Regions from separate parts of the Sus scrofa genome. Here regions 1 and 3 are each linked to region 2. The links are chromatin contacts, called in public HiChIP or PLAC-seq maps. All regions are on one chromosome and are shown on one strand. Each heading gives the region's core, a stretch centred on a gene start, on an enhancer-like site or on the middle of the called end of the contact. The rest is flanking DNA. Distances are from core to core; before and after follow the strand shown.

Region 1 (3,312 bases), core at 515-3,014, 440 kb before region 2:
AACCTCTAGCATTTTACTCATGATGCAAAAATCTTTTTGATTATCTCTCTTAGGTAGAGGAAGGGCAGTTTCATCAACAACTACTTTACTTTACCTATCTATTTCACCACTGGCTAAGGAATCATTGTAGACTTTCTGCCAACTACTAAGCATGACCATCCATGCTGAAGGGTCCACCAACCAGACCTTCTGAGTCAGACATAGGACATGGCGCCTTATATTAGCTGGCACTCAGATTCTACTCTAGCAGGGTCTATGCTGATACTTTAAGTCCTTGACTAGCAATGTTAACACAGAACTTTTGCCAAGAAGTCCTCAAAATGTTTGGTTATCCCCTTTCCCCAGCATGGGGGTCCCTGAGAAGGGGGTGTTGTTGCATTGCGATTGGGAGACTCATACCTGTAACCTCTTGTGGTGATGTTGCAGAGTCCTTATCAGAACATGGCTTCCTTTTTTGTCAACGAGTTCAGACTAAAGATATAGGCTCAAGTTTAGAAGTTGATCTTGGTGAAGCAGACAAGTTGGATTGAGAGTTTAATCTTCCCTGAGCTCTGCTATCCTGGTCATTAAGTTCTGGGCCTGGTTCTCAGATTTGTCTTTCCTCAGTTATCAGAAATGAGTCCTTTCTATGCTGCCAGTAAGACCCTCTAACGTTCACATTTTGTCTTTGCTGGGGATTAATCTTCCTCAGCATGTTGCTGCATTCGTCCTAATGCATTGATAGAACCAAAGCAGCCATTCAGCTTCATAACCTTCATGATTTCTACTGCCCCCCCCCATGCTTTTCAGACTCTCCTCAGATATTTCATCAAACAGTGCATGCTTTTTAGCTGGCATCTCATTCTGGTTTGCCACTGGTAATAGCATTAACAACTGCACCAATCCACACACTAGGGGCTCCTAGTACTTAGCCTTCCACTCATGATGGGGTTCTCACTGGCAGCTGAATGGCAGATAATCAGGCTCAAAAATCCCATCTTACAGGATGGACCCATGACCACTCTCAGTATCAACTCTCTTTTGTCAATTCCCCAGAAAAAAAGACTAAAGTAGAGATTTGTGTACAAGAAGTTTTGGGGGGAAATGAGAGAATCAAGAGTGTGAGAAGAAGAAATTGAACTCCAATGTGGTTGCAACAGAGGCCTTAGAAGTTCTCTCTAGGATCTGTGGCACTGGGATGGTGCTTCAGGGATTTTCCGGATTGAGGCAAGGAAGCCAAGGAATGCTGGCTGTCTCCAAGGAGGGTATGTTAACTTGCCTGAGGAAGCTCCCTTTGTCTGCAAGCAAATATTGAGACCCAGCTACAAGCCATCCGTGGCCAGTCCTCCTGGCAGATGAGGAAATTAGCACTTTGGTCCTGAAGGGGGCATCTGAGTGGTACTGGACAGTATGCACCATATCGTGATCCAACTGTAAAGATCTCAGTGAATGCTACTGCAACTTTAGTCTCCTGCTGTGTTTCAAAATCAGAACATTTATTTTAAAAAACAGCACAAGACAAAGAACCAGAAATTTAAAGGAGCAAGAAAATATCCCGCTGGGGCAAGATAAGCAAAATCTTTGTTCAGAGGTTGATCAGATTTCTTCTGGTTTATCTAAGAATTAGCATAGGCTTTTGAAAGGAAAGTATGCATTTGAAACATTAAATACACTCCCCGGCTCCCCATAGGCTCTGAGGGTAATGGCTGGTAGGAAAGGCTGGAGCTTTGGGAGGCTTAATTGGTACACTCCCCCAGTTATTCTTCAGCAGAAGTTCCAGTTATACTGGTCAAAGATAGAAAGTTTCTATGAATGATGAAATCTTCTTTTTCTTTCATTTCTGCTTTCTCCTTTGGTTCCCCCTGCTTTATAAACATTTATCTCTGTGAGAGTCTGTGAAGATGATCTCAAGTTTCCTAGCACATTTTATATAATCCACTAGAGATTGGGGCTAGTCCAGGGTGTCCATGATTTTTTTCCCCTAGAATGGACACAGAAAAATTAAGAAACTATTGTCAGTGGAGTTCCCATTGTGGCTCAGCAGGTTAAGAATCTGACTAGTATCCATGATGATGTGGGTTTGATCCCTGGCCTTGCTCATTGGGTTAAGGATCTGGTATTGCTGTGACCTGTGGTATAGATCACAGACATGCTCGGATCCTGCATTGCTGTGGCTGTGGTGTAGGCTGGCAGCTGCTTTGGAATTTCCATATGCTTAAAAAAAAAAAAAAAAAAAAAAAAAAGGAAAGAGAAGAAACTATTGTCAAGAAACTGTAAGAAAACAGATGATTAAGGAAGTTGAGAACTTGTATTTTAGTAATATTTTAACCCTTTATAAAAGTTCAGGGAACATGATATATAACCACAGGGAGAGAACTCTATTGAACACTCAGCAACTTATCTTGGGGTCTATCAACCAAATGTTGGTTAAATGCTTCTTTTACCAAATTCTTGAAGATTTGAGGGCAAAATCTGAATTACATCTCCATGGCTTTAAAACCTGGGAGAGAAAATCCTCTAAGACATTATATGAATGCAGAAGCAACTGAAGTCCTACAGATAATGTATATTGTGCTAAGAAGAAAACACTTAGATGCAGAGCTGAGGCAGGTTATTTCTTTTACACTCACACACACACACACAGAGACACACATATTCTCCAGAATCAATTGAAAGGTTGACAGCTCAACCATTGACACCCCTAAAACTCTAAAATATATTTAAAGTCATTAAAATAATTACTCTTCTTGGCACAATGTAATGTGCTCAGTCTCTGATAGCGTAGATCTCAATGTTAAAGTTCCTTGGCCTTTATTAATTAAACACTGAATACTCAATGAAACAAAAACCCAAAGACAGTAAACCAGGGGTTATAAACTGCCATTCCATCCATTATGTCTTTTTTTTTTTTTTTTTTGTCCTCTAGTATCTATTAATATTCTGAAAAATCAGAAACCCCAGCAACATTGGGCTTGCCTGTGTGGAGCAGGGCCTCACTATTTCTTTCCAACTCTCTTCCATATGTCCTTTTCACCCCATTGAGACACTTGAATGCAACCCTGGGAAAAAGTATCAAAACTGCTAACCAGGCCATTAGTAAATGAAGGTTGCAAGAAGTTCAGGATGAATTATGTCATTGCTTACCTAACCCTAAGGATGTGACCAGGAAAAATAACTAAATAAAAACCTTGTTGTACAAGGCCTTTTATGTAAATAAACTAATTTTATCAATTATCCATTACATGCATTTAATAAATTAGACAATATGTTCAGCTAATGAGACAATGCCCTCTAGACACACATGTTGTATATGTTGTCACTTAATGACATAAA
Region 2 (3,331 bases), core at 553-3,052:
CCATTTACAGGTTGAGCTTCGAGAGAAAAAGAAACATGCCCAGGGACAGCTGAGACTTGTACGCAGACTTTGTGACTTGAGGACATGTGCTTTCTAACACGACACTGTACCATCCTCAGAGTGGGGGGCGGGGGGATCTTCTAGTAGGAATAAGTTCTCCAGAAGTCATGCCATATTAAAGCAACCACAGGTTCTGAAAACAAATATTACATATTAGGCAGTAGTGGCCCATAAGTTGTAGACTTTTAAATAGTCTCACATCTCTGTAATCTTTGTCTCCTTATCCATTTAGCCTCCAATTTCAAAATCTTAAAGATACAGGTATTAAAAATGCTTGATTGGCCATTGCTTTGTTTCTGTTAAGATCAGGTGCACATCAAGCCAGAGTCTTATATAATTTGTATGAAATTTTCAACTTCTCTAGCAGTTTTCTTGCAATAGAGAGAGAATAACATGAAGTATCATAGATGATCTCATTCCATTCACAGAAAAGTACTGTGGTGTCAGAGCAGTGTCAGTGTTTGAACCTAGAGTTGGAATCTTTGATAGCAATTCCGGTCTGGAAGAATGTATGGATTAGGTAAATAAAAGCTTAATTTTCACTCAGAGAGCAGCTGTGACTAGCAGCTGAAGCTAGAACATGGATCAGGGATCTGAACTTTTCCTTGTGGCCTCTGGTTGAGTCTTCCATAGCAGTCAAACTTTGGTTTGTGTCAGGCGTGATGTAGAAAGCCAGAGGAGAAGTCCAAGGCGCTAGTGGTTTCATTAAGTCGTCAAGATGGATTTAATGATTTTATTTGGAGCATTACTTCCAGTGAGCCACAGCTGGGGGCTCAGAAAGAGAGGTCTTCCAAGGGTAGCCAGGCTCTCAAGTACTTTCCCAGGGTCAACTACTGCAATATGGCTTAACCGTAGGGCAAAAAAATCCACCCCTCTTGGAGGAATTAAGGTATCCTATGTAGCTGTGATTGGGGAAAATTCACTCCTGCGAAACGAGACGTATGCTGGGTTGACCAGATAGCCCGAAGCTGAGCTATACCCAGGCTGTCTCACATTCTCAAGGCCTCTTTCTTGAACTTGTCTTCTTTCAGACTTTACCTTCATTTTCTGGGTAAGTAGGAATGTATTTATAGGGAAAGCCCCTGGTTTGGGTTTTGTAAGCTTTCCAGAGAAAACTGGATCCAAGAGGGAAAAAGATTTGCTGACCCCTGTCTCAGAGGTTAACATTTTCATTTATGTTTTACATGACTCATTTTAAATTACAGTGCTCTACAGATATAGAAAGAAGCCTTCCTCTTCCCACCCTCCCCCAGATACCACATAATGGAAAAAAGCAAGAATTTTCTGCATAAGCAAGACTTTTTTTTTTTTTTTTTTTAAACAAAAAGCCAGTCTCTGATGGGACTTTTTTCCTGTCAGAATTCCCACTGGTCCACTGTTGCAATATTTACAAAAGGCCATGATGAAAGAGGAAAGCCCATTTTTGAGCCCTTTGCCTCTGTGTTATGTAAAACATAACTTGTATTTCTGTTCTTGGTATTAGAAAAATTGTTATTTTTGAACTTCTCTGATGGGCTGGTAAACCTGCTAGGCCTCTTAATTGTTAAAGGCTAATTTTGATTAAGAAAAGATTTGTTCCTCTGCTCTGAGTAGACACGTAAAACTTCGAAAAAGGTTTGGATGTTCTGTTTCCTGTTTTTTTAAAAAAAAAAAAAAATGTCCCTTCTTATGAACTCAACTGGATGAGAGGATGTTCCTCAGAGAAAATTCAGCTCTGGGAGGAACCATCCATGGAGGTCGTAACCTAGAACATTTTTGAAGGGAAGTTTCACTGAAACTTACAAGAGGGTGGGGTTAGGAAGGAGAAAGTTCTGTTCTACCATAGTTTTAGCTGAATAAATCATTTTACTCTGGAGCCTGGTCAGTCAGTCCCATAATTTGTAGCTGATTGTCAACAGAGGTCCTTGATGTCAGTTCACTGTGCAGGAAGGAGGTGGCCCGGGGCCCCATTAGGAACTTGTACTAAAGTTGTATCTTTCTTTCTTCCCCAGAATGTTCACTGGAGAAACTTCTTTTATCGATTGAGCCTTGGTGATCTTTTATTTCTACATGAAAACCTTTTAAAACTAACATAATTCAACTTGATCTTTTTCTTCTAGTTAGGTAGAAGATAGAATCAGCTGGAAGCGCAGTTGAAAGGAGTGTATTCGCATGGGTGCAGGACTGAGAGATGGAAAGTTCTGCTCTCTCCTTCAGTGGGACTATAAACCAGCTGTGGTAGTAAACACGGGGATCCCAGCGTTGGCAGCCCTGCTTTTGCTTTACAGACAGTTTGATTTGCCAGCCAAAAAGAAGCTACATCAAGATTAGCTCCCAGACTGGGGCTTTAGCAAGTGCTCAATTAACTTTGGCAGCTCAGGGGGAAAAGCAGGTTAGTTTGGGGATCCAGATTCTGAAGAGTGTGCCGTTGAACCGCATGAACCAGAGGACAAGAAACTGTTTAATTAAAACTTCATAAAATGGTTCCTTAAGCTTCATGGACAATTGAGTAACTTCAGTTTCCTCTCTTTACTGTTGTTTACTTCCTGCTCTTCTTGAATTGAGCATTAGGTATTCTGGTCTCTTACAATGAGAAGATTAAACAGCTGTACTTTAAATTAAAGCATTAATTTGGAGTGTTCTGTGGCTGCATTAATTATATCTTTACTAAGATTACATTCCTGTGGATTTGACAGATGTGTATAAGCAGCAGTGGGGCTTATCCACAGCAGACCCAAATTCTGTTCACCACTGAGCCTTGGCGATCTTTTATTTATACATAAAAACCTTTTAAAATTGAAATAATTCGACTTGATTTTTTTTTTTCTTCTAGTTAGGTAGAAGATAAAAGAATTGGCATAGAGTCAATTGTGGGCATATTTGCATGGGTGCAGCACTGAGGGATGAAAATTCTGTTCTTCATTCAGTGGGATATAGCGAGAAGCATGTGTTGAAAGTTTCTCACCTAAACAGGTCGTAATTACAGACTTTAGGGTTTATTTCTTTTAATTAGAACATTATGCTCACTCAGTGGTCCTTATGAAAACTTTTTTTCTATCTGTATATTTTATATCAAATGATAAGTTAAATTGCTCTGGTACATTGAAGAGTTCTTTCCTGTAACCCTAATTGTAGTTCATGCTGAATACATCAAGGCTACTGTTTGCTGAGTAGCTGACTAGTCAGATCCATGGTTAATTTTAAGTTTTCTTCCTTTGTTTTCTAAGAACAGTTTTAAAGACAGTTTGTATTTTAGAAAAATGCTCTTATTCAGAACTTCTCAGATCTAACA
Region 3 (3,340 bases), core at 2-2,501, 400 kb before region 2:
TTCATCTTTAAAAATTTTATCTGTGTCTTTTTTGTATTTCTGCTTTTCAGCTTTTTGAATGTATAGAATGTAGTTATAGTAGCTGTTTGAAAGACCTAGTCTGGTAATTCTAACATCTGTGTCAGTTATGAGTTGGTTTTGATTGAGTGTTCTTGTCATTATGAGTCATATTTTTCTTCCTTTTTCCATACTTGAAGATTTTTTATTAGATGTTGGGAATTGTGAATTTTAACTTTCTAGGTGTTGGATAATTTTGTATCTCTGTAGATATTCTTATATTTTATTTTTGGATATAGTTAAGTTATTTGGATCTTTCTTTAAAATTTGTTGTATAGTTCTAGAACCATGTTTAGTTTATTTTTTATTTTCCATTATAGTTTTTCACAGTGTTCTGTCAATTTCGAGTGTACAGCAAAGTGACCCGGTAATTCTCTACTGCTAAGGCAAAACTATTCTTAGAACTCTCCCACGTCCATGTGACTTACAGAGTTTTCCACTACAGCTGTTGGGAACAGGCACTTCCTGACTCTGTGTGAGCAACGGATACCAGTCCACTAACCCTGTTGGTGACTCTTCTCCCAATCCCAGTTACTTTCATCACATATATACTTGATCAATATGCTGCTAAACTCAGGAATTGACCCTGTACGGTTCTCTAGAGTTCTCTTTCTTTGTGACTCTTTCTTCTTTGAACTCCACCTAAAGAACTCCAGCAACCCTGGTATCCCAAGACACTCAGCTCTATCTCTTCAACTCAGGGATTCTGCTAGACTACACATAGTTTCCCCTCTCTGCTCCATGACCAGGAGTCTTCCCCAGTGTTGTAAGCTTGGGCAGCCAGAGGCTTCACCTCACTCATTTCTCACATCCCAGGGATTGCATTCTTCATTGTTAATATCCAATGTCTTGGAAGTCAGTGCTTCATATAGCTTGTGTACTTTGTGCGTGTGTTGTAAGAAGAAAAATCTAGTCTACAAAATTCCAGTTTGGCCAGAAGTGGAAGCCTTAGCTTGGTATTTAATCCAGTTTGCTTCCATTTTCCAGTATCTGTGAAAAAGAGCAAGAGTTATAAATACAGACAGGGAACATAAGAGGGTAGAGGCTATACAGAATTAATAAAGTTGTAAGCCGTCAGTATATTTATGAGGTTAACACAGATGTGACCTCTTTTCAAAAGTCAACATTAAAGGCATTCCTTTTTCATATGAAAAAATTAAATGTGTATTGCACAGTACATGAAGGAGGAACTGAAACTCAGTTTGAGAAATGACTGAATTAGTCTCCATTGCTTCTCAAATATCGTAATTTTTATCTGCAAGGAGTTTGGAGGCTTGTTGTTTGGAGAATCTGCCTGTAAAGCTGTTACATCTCATTGACAAGCTGAGAAATTTCTTCTTGGTTTGGTTTAATTGTATCTTCTCTTATTTTGTACATTGTCATCATTTTAAAAGACACTGATCTGCTCCTGGATGTATTTATCAGAAGGATTCACTCTGGTAATTTCCTAAAAGAGAAACATATCTATCTGATAGACTTTTCAAGTACAGTTACTCAATTTGGAATTCAGTGGAGTAGATCCAATAGCTCCCATCAATAGTAGGAATCATCTTTCAGAGCAGTGGCACTCTGTATTTGACATGCAACAGTTCTGTGTGCTGAATTAATTCCAGGGACTTGAATACATACTTCGTGAACATGTAGAAACATTTTTGGTTCTAAAAATAATCATGGTATCTTTCATTTGCATGTGGTGTTATAAATTTGAAAACGTAAGTCCACATTCCTAAAGGCCAGGGAAACAAAAAAATATATATATAGAAAAATTAAATGCTGAACTGTATGGAAATTATTATATGAACAGTAAGAAATTAGAAGGAAAATCTGTATCATCTAGAGTGGTTCAGGGAAACTATGTGGGAGACCAAAATTGCTTAGTAGATAAAGGTGAGGAGAGACGTTCTTACAAATGATGAAAAACAGCATGAGCAAAGGCAAGGGGTTGGAAATAAGAGCAGAATACATGAAAGGAAGTGAGCTGTTAAAGAATGCTTTTGGGAAGGGCTGGGAAACTACTCTCAGATGATGAATGGCCTGCAAAGCCAAACAGAAAAATTTGTAACTAAAGCCAAAAATAACAGGAAGCCACTGTAGATTTTTGAGCAAATGACAACTATAAGTACAGCTTTATGGATATGCTGGCAGTGACATGCAAGGTGGATGACAGAGAGGATAAAGTGAGAAGAACCAGCTTGACTCTACTGGTGTCCTTCAAGTTAGGAGGACTATGTCAAGGATATGAGAAAAAAAATATAAGAGACAAAAAGGATCAGTTAATATTCTGAAGGATGAAATAAGGAGGCTTGAACTGTCCCACCTTTCACTGTTCTCTGTCTCCTCAGTGGGAGATTTCAGAAGCAGGGATGAGGAGTGAAAGACAGAGGTGTGTATCTGCCCCATTCTCTCATGTCACCTTATGTAGATGCTCACTCAGCTTCTCAGTCTCCTTGGATGCTGTCTCTATGGTGAACTGACCTTCCCCAAGAAGGGATAGAGCATAGCGTGGTGCTTACATGCATGAAGATTAGACCATTGCTACTTTTTTCCCTTCTGAAAATTGAATGAACATTTTAAAAGTCAAAATTGAGAAACTAGAAACAATCATGACAAAATGAAGGAGAAAGAATTTCCAGAAAGTAAAAGAAAGCAATGGGGAGTCAGAAGGGAAATAAAATGGAAAAGAGAAAAGAGAGAGGGGCAAAGCTGACTGCCAGCTCCTGAGGGTTTGAATCTTCTGGGCTAAGATTTAGTTCCCATGTCTGATCTTCCTGAAAAAAGAAAAAAAAAGGTAGAATTCTAGAATTTAGCAACTTTCCCCCTCCTTTTGATCCTTAGAAAACTGATTCTGCAGAAGCGAAGTCGCTTTCTCAAAACTAAATGGCTCATAATTGAAGACAGGGCAAGAACATACATGTGCAACTCCTGCTTCAGGTCTCTATTCCATCACACACTTCCTTTCCTAGAAAGGACTCAGAGAGTTATTGCACATTGTGTTAGGGCTAACTACTTTAGACAACTACTAAGAAGTTGGTAACTCAATTAGGCTGTCTTCGTCCATCTTTCTTCCAAATGTAAAGGATGCAGTAATATAAATTACAAAAGAAAAGGTGCCATAATGAGGGAGACAAATTTAAAGACATAGAAGAATGAAAAATGAAAACTGAAAGAAAAGTGTTCCCAAAACAATCTTGAAGAAGAACAAAGTTGGAGCTCTCACACTTCCTGGTTTCAAAACTTATTACAAAGCTATACTGTAATACTGGCATAAAGACAGACACATAGA

Evidence for each region. HiChIP or PLAC-seq counts read pairs in DNA pulled down with a chosen protein or histone mark.
Region 1: an H3K27ac HiChIP or PLAC-seq map of alveolar macrophages shows a contact between it and region 2. The contact joins two enhancer-like sites. A contact is called at or near these places in 2 of 2 datasets of contacts at active chromatin or transcription factors (alveolar macrophages and skeletal muscle).
Region 3: an H3K27ac HiChIP or PLAC-seq map of alveolar macrophages shows a contact between it and region 2. The contact joins two enhancer-like sites. A contact is called at or near these places in 2 of 2 datasets of contacts at active chromatin or transcription factors (alveolar macrophages and skeletal muscle).

Annotation. Positions count from the first base shown.
Region 1 is chr16:46,018,702-46,022,013 of Sscrofa11.1, forward strand. No RefSeq gene overlaps it. Among named protein-coding and RNA genes, the nearest start is that of PIK3R1, 410 kb to the right of the region's middle. Within about 2 kb of position 1,765, at least 4 of the 83 cell types and tissues checked have an H3K27ac peak or open chromatin away from gene starts, as enhancers often do. A contact at or near this core is called in alveolar macrophages, where this site is marked.
Region 2 is chr16:46,461,114-46,464,444 of Sscrofa11.1, forward strand. The region is part of intron 2 of PIK3R1 (phosphatidylinositol 3-kinase regulatory subunit alpha); the gene reads left to right. Among named protein-coding and RNA genes, the nearest start is that of PIK3R1, 28 kb to the left of the region's middle. Within about 2 kb of position 1,803, at least 13 of the 83 cell types and tissues checked have an H3K27ac peak or open chromatin away from gene starts, as enhancers often do. A contact at or near this core is called in alveolar macrophages, where this site is marked.
Region 3 is chr16:46,057,455-46,060,794 of Sscrofa11.1, forward strand. No RefSeq gene overlaps it. Among named protein-coding and RNA genes, the nearest start is that of PIK3R1, 380 kb to the right of the region's middle. Within about 2 kb of position 1,252, at least 7 of the 83 cell types and tissues checked have an H3K27ac peak or open chromatin away from gene starts, as enhancers often do. A contact at or near this core is called in alveolar macrophages, where this site is marked.